2 separate regions of the Mus musculus genome follow, and region 1 is linked to region 2. The links are chromatin contacts, called in public Hi-C maps. All regions are on one chromosome and are shown on one strand. Each heading gives the region's core, a stretch centred on a gene start, on an enhancer-like site or on the middle of the called end of the contact. The rest is flanking DNA. Distances are from core to core; before and after follow the strand shown.

Region 1 (2,700 bases), core at 168-2,667, 380 kb before region 2:
GGGTGGGGTGTGTATCATGCCAATAGGAAGCATAACCTGGCGGAGCTGATATACAGGCTCTGCTTACAGGTCCCAGATTAAGTCAAGGAAGCACCACAGAGGAGAGAACTAAGGAGAACTTCAGAGCTATGGGCACTGGGGTCAATAGCTTCTTGCTGACACTCAAGGAGGTCAGAAGCTGGGAACAGCTGACTCACATTTATTTTCTCAGTCTTTTTTCCAGGACCTCTTCTGGGCAAAATCCAACTGAAATCCTGCAATAGAAACTTGGAAGGGTAAATGGAGAGATCTCAGAAACTTATAGTAAACAGAAAAATGCAAAGAAAGGAAGTGAATGTCTGGGGCAAGATGTAACATTGCCTGTAGTGGTAACTTTTATACAGGTTTTGTTTCTTTGGTTTTTTTTCCCTCATAATGACCATTTTTAAAATTTGATATATTATTTTTATTTCCTTGGAAAACAAGATGGCTTAGCACAAAAAGTGCTTGCTTCCAAGTCTGAAAATATGAATTCTATCCCATAAACTCATTTAATGAAATGAGAACTGACTCTCAAAAGTTGTCCTCTGACTTCAATGTGTGCACTGTGCATGTGCACACACCTCTAACACATACAAAATAAATTTAATTAAAATTTTAATAAAAAAGACAAATGAACTACATAAATACAGGATAAAAACAAAGCAATGTAAAATACAACAATAAACTAGTGACACTAAGTTTATTATTGAAAAAATATTTTTATACTTTTTAAAAAAGCATATAGTAGATTTATACAAGTTACAAATTGATGCCAGATCTATTTTCCTTATTCCCATGAAAGCACATAAATATTCTGCTTGCATATTATTGTCTTCCAAGTCTAGTACATGATGTTATGAACTTATACAAATTGTAAGCATCCAGGAAAACATTAGCAGCCTGTGCTAGGTTACAGATGGCCTTTATTTTCTTTGTGTCCAGATGTGCAAACTTTATATGCCTCAGTACAGGGGAATGACAGGGCCAAGAAGTGGGAGTGGGTGGGTGGGGGAGTGGGTGGGGAAGCGTGTGGGGGACTTTTGGGATAGCATTGGAAATGTAAATGGAATAAATACCCAATAAAAAGAAAAAATAAATATAAAAAAGAAATGAATATTAGTTTATTATACTATACTATATTGTATATGTTATATTAGGTATAACAAAAGGATTCAGAGGTTTCCAAATCTAGGGGTTTAAAAATTCCTGTATCTTCTGCTCAAAGCTTCTTGAAACTTCTTGAAACAGCTGCCAAAGATCTGCCAAATAAAAAGCTACATTGTCCTAAGACCACCATGTAGGAGACACCTCATAAAGATGATCTTAAGGCCAGTCTCTACTGAATAGTGTTTTCTGTTCACTCCCTTGAAATATGAGACATGACTGTGAAGACATCTTGCATCCTGAAGAAGATGGAGATGATAGCTTTAATCAGAGGTGAGCAGAAGAACAAGGCGACCAACCCCCTTCTGATCTTGGCCACCAGATTGCGAAACACATTAAGGATGTTGTTTTGAGCTGTTAGCTTTGGAGTATTTTTGCTATGCAGTAATAAAAGATAATGAAATGTGCTACCCCCAACAATCAAAAATGCATACTAAAACAGACTTTATGCTGAATATGATTGAATTAACTAACATATTTAAATTACAAAGCAGAAAACTCAAGAAGTTTTAAAGGTAACAAACTCTCACTTCCTTCTAATGAAGTAGAAGTATTATGGTATCCTGAAGCCTCGGTGACAATGCAAATGCTGAGCCTGTGGCTTTTCTCTGTGGAGTCACCTCAAGGTGGGAGGTTACCTAGAATGTTTGTAATTTCTTTTTCTTTTTCCAAGGAGACCAAGTAGCCAAAAGCTGTACAAATTTCAGACCATATATAAAATTTATTCCTAAAGAATACTCATCAGTAAACATAAAATTCTCTTGGACATTCTCAGTAATCAGTCTTTTCTCCAAAAACATAATTTAGAATAGGGACAGCTGTGTTTTTATAGACCTCTTTTGTTAGAACATTTTATATATGATTGAAAAGTAACCTGAAAATTCCAAATTTCTACAACAGAGGAATAATTAAATACATTGTAAGTTATTAATTCAGGACATATGGTCATCTTAAAAAGAAGTCACAAAGTCCTTAACTATATGAAAGACTGTATAATGTCTACTTACAATTATGCAATACACATATTAAAGATAAGAACTGGAAGGGGATTTTGGAGAAGGGAAAACTGTTAGGTTGAGGTAATAGTCATGAGATACAACTTTGCCTTTTACTTCTTTCTAATTCTCATTTCTCATCTAGTTACAGCCTGTTACAGCTAGTAGAAAGTGATACGAACACTTTCAGTAACTAGTTTCTGATATTTATAAGATATATGCTGCAAAAGTTACAGCTAAACCAAGGGAACTGTTTAATAGCCCAGCTAACAAGGCATGTCTGGCTGTAAAATACCACTTCCTGCTTTCTTGTATGTAATGTTGTGTCTAATGTGGAAAAAACCAAACTATCATTAGGAAGGTAAACTCAGAATCTGAGAGAAGTTTGGCGCCTTTCTGTTCTCCTTTTTACCTCACCAACATCAAAGTAAAACCATTAGGAGCCAGGAAATAAAAAGCCAACATCTCTATCCTCTTACCATCTCCAGAGAAAGAGACACACATGTGTTTTCTCTCTCCC
Region 2 (2,700 bases), core at 32-2,531:
GTAATAGAGAAACATCAGCAATTCTTTTTTAATATTTTAAGTATAAATTAAAACTTCATTTTATATTTTATTTATATATATTACATATGTGCATGTTTATTATGAAGTAATTACTGTAATTACATTGATACATTACTAGAAGCATTACTGTACAATGGCTAATACAAATAATTAAGGCTCTCCTTTCAAAAAGTTTATTTTTATGAAATATGAAAATTCTCCTGGTAGAAGGGGAAATAAACAAGGCCTACTTAAAACAGAATTGGGTGCAAGGGAGTGAAGGTGAGTTCACCCTTTCACACCTCACTGCAGGGTTCTTAATTGTCATTGTCCTCATATGACAGCAGTTAGTTAATATTTCACAAAACGTTAGCAACCTAAGAGGAAAAGAGGAAGGAGAGGCTTCCAGAGTCTGTTTCTCCATGAATATTCTTCCATCCATATGTAGTGCTAATAATACGCATTTCTAAAACAGGAATTTGGATCTGTACTACTTATGCCATCAGGTTTTTGAGAATGTACCCTTCCTATGAAACTCTGGATAAGAACTGGACTCAAATTTACCTTCTAATGATATATGAGCCAGTCTAGGGAGCTTTGCAAACAAGTAACCTAGGACACAAATTACACAGATTAACAACAGCCACTTGTTTGTGAACCAAAAGGGGGGAAAATTAGTAATTTGTGTATTTTGGTGTATTATGGGAAATTACAGTTTTCAACATCTATAATTTTCTTCATGAATGAAGCTTCAAATGCATCAGAGGGGAATCCCTGAGTGCTTGCTAATGCTGTGGGCGATGACCACAGTTACTTCAGGTCAGCTCACACAATCCTTCATTTTGTGAAACCAATCACTCATGGTCACTCAATGTCTTTCACATTGATTCCAAACAAAGGCATTAACCAGGCTTATTGTTCTCAAAGGTTAAAATACCCACAAAAGCATTTACATCATTGCCCAAGTATGCCTAGGTCATAGGAAGAAGCCCAAGAACATGACCAAAAGGAGACTCCTAATGCAACTAACCAAATGAGGAAAAATTCAGACAGTAGTCCTGTCCTGGGTCTCTGCGCCAGATATATACTTCTACAAAAATATATACTTTTACCAGAAAGCATTGTTTAGTATAGTCTTCTCTAAGATATGATCTAAAACAGTGAGCTGCTTCAGAAAAGCTTTGGGAATTCTGAGACCTGCATTCCCGAATAGTTCTAAAGGAACATCAACACTCTAAAGCTTCCGAGAATTCCTGCAGCTCTGCTTAACATTTCCCAACCCACCCAAACATTTTGCACGCTTTGTAACCCAACACCTCTTACCATCTGTGGAGTCTGCTCCAAGAAGCAAGACACTGGTGATTTTCAAGATATACTTTGCAGAATCCTCTCAGGGATTTCCAGGAAGGCAGAGAAAAGAGTACAGAGACACTGAAGGAGCAGGAGGGGTCAACAACCCACAGCTCCACTTTGAGTCCTACTTTCCAGAGTTGACATGTAGCATCGTTTTGAATTAAGAAATCTATGTCCCAAAATTATCTTGTGTTTATAAAGTTCTTTCACTAGAAATGAGATATTTGTAGTCTGACATTTATAAGCCGACATGTTGTACATGTTACAGGATTGCATGGAAGCTCAGCAGAATTCATAGGGTAGTTTCTTGCTAGGGACTGAATTACTGTGAATGAGTACTTTCCAATCCTTGCTGGGCTTTCCAAGAGACAGAATTAATTGTACTATTAATTCAGGCTTGGCTTGGTGACTTGCTTTGACTAAAGGAATGTCATATGAATTTGTGGTTTATTTATGTCCTCAGGGCTTCTCCACAATGAGAACAGTAGGCCTCACACCATGGGTGCTTATCAGGCATTAGAAGCACATGAAGGCCAAATGGGACCAACAAAACTACAACCCATGGCTAAGGTTTGAAGGTTGTTTGTGGGCATAGTAAAGGCTGACAGGAGCAATTTAAATCGAGTGCCTTTAATATTACTCTCATATAAAAATAATAAGATCCAACAAAGAGGATGCTGAACTTTCTGCTACCTTTGCAATTAACTTGAATAACTTTCAAAAAGTGTAATAATGCTTATTCCTCTGTATACTCAGGTACCATTCTCCTTTGTCTAATGGTAAATCTTTGCCTGTGTCACAGAATAATAATAATGCCAATAATGCATTGAATATAAATTTCCATCAAGGGATTCAGTGAATTTTTCTTTGTCCATGAACCCAAATGCTGTTTTGGGAGTTAGAATTTAATATAAAAAATTAATATTTGTTATCTGTGCCTATAATTGTTTTCAGAGTCCTTAACTGGGTCAAAATTAAAAGTCAGCTATGTCTAATCAAGCTGTAATTCAAACAAGAGACTTTCAAACAAACACACATGAGAAGTCAAAGGAAAAAGAAAGGTTTCCCTTCTTCCAAAATGGTAAAACTACATCCTGCAAATGCAGATACACAGATTGAAGCTTCTGAGGTTTATGAGACAGTTACACAAAAGGTTTCATTGTAAGTGGAAACACTGGAATTATTATAGTAAAAGGAAAGATTTTTGTTTCTAATCAGCTTAGAAAAAAAGTTCTCTACCAAGTTATCACCACTAGTATAGGACAAGAGTTCTTAGTGGTTTGGGAGAGGATTTGGCAGTTAAGACACCTGCTGCTCTTGCACATGGGATTTGGTTCCTGTAACATG

Evidence for each region. Hi-C and Micro-C count contacts between places; a contact is called where the count stands out from the background.
Region 1: a contact with region 2 is called in a Hi-C map of uterus, with 4 times the contacts expected there. The contact joins two enhancer-like sites. A contact is called at or near these places in 11 of 484 Hi-C or Micro-C datasets (the 63-12 cell line, bone marrow-derived macrophages, cardiomyocytes and 6 more).

The regions. Positions count from the first base shown.
Region 1 is chr12:119,410,953-119,413,652 of GRCm38.p6, reverse strand. It overlaps a transcript of Macc1 not described here. Among named protein-coding and RNA genes, the nearest start is that of Macc1, 31 kb to the left of the region's middle. Within about 2 kb of position 1,417, at least 8 of the 459 cell types and tissues checked have an H3K27ac peak or open chromatin away from gene starts, as enhancers often do. A contact at or near this core is called in the 63-12 cell line and uterus, where this site is marked.
Region 2 is chr12:119,026,547-119,029,246 of GRCm38.p6, reverse strand. No RefSeq gene overlaps it. Among named protein-coding and RNA genes, the nearest start is that of Abcb5, 61 kb to the right of the region's middle. Within about 2 kb of position 1,281, at least 32 of the 459 cell types and tissues checked have an H3K27ac peak or open chromatin away from gene starts, as enhancers often do. A contact at or near this core is called in the 63-12 cell line and uterus, where this site is marked.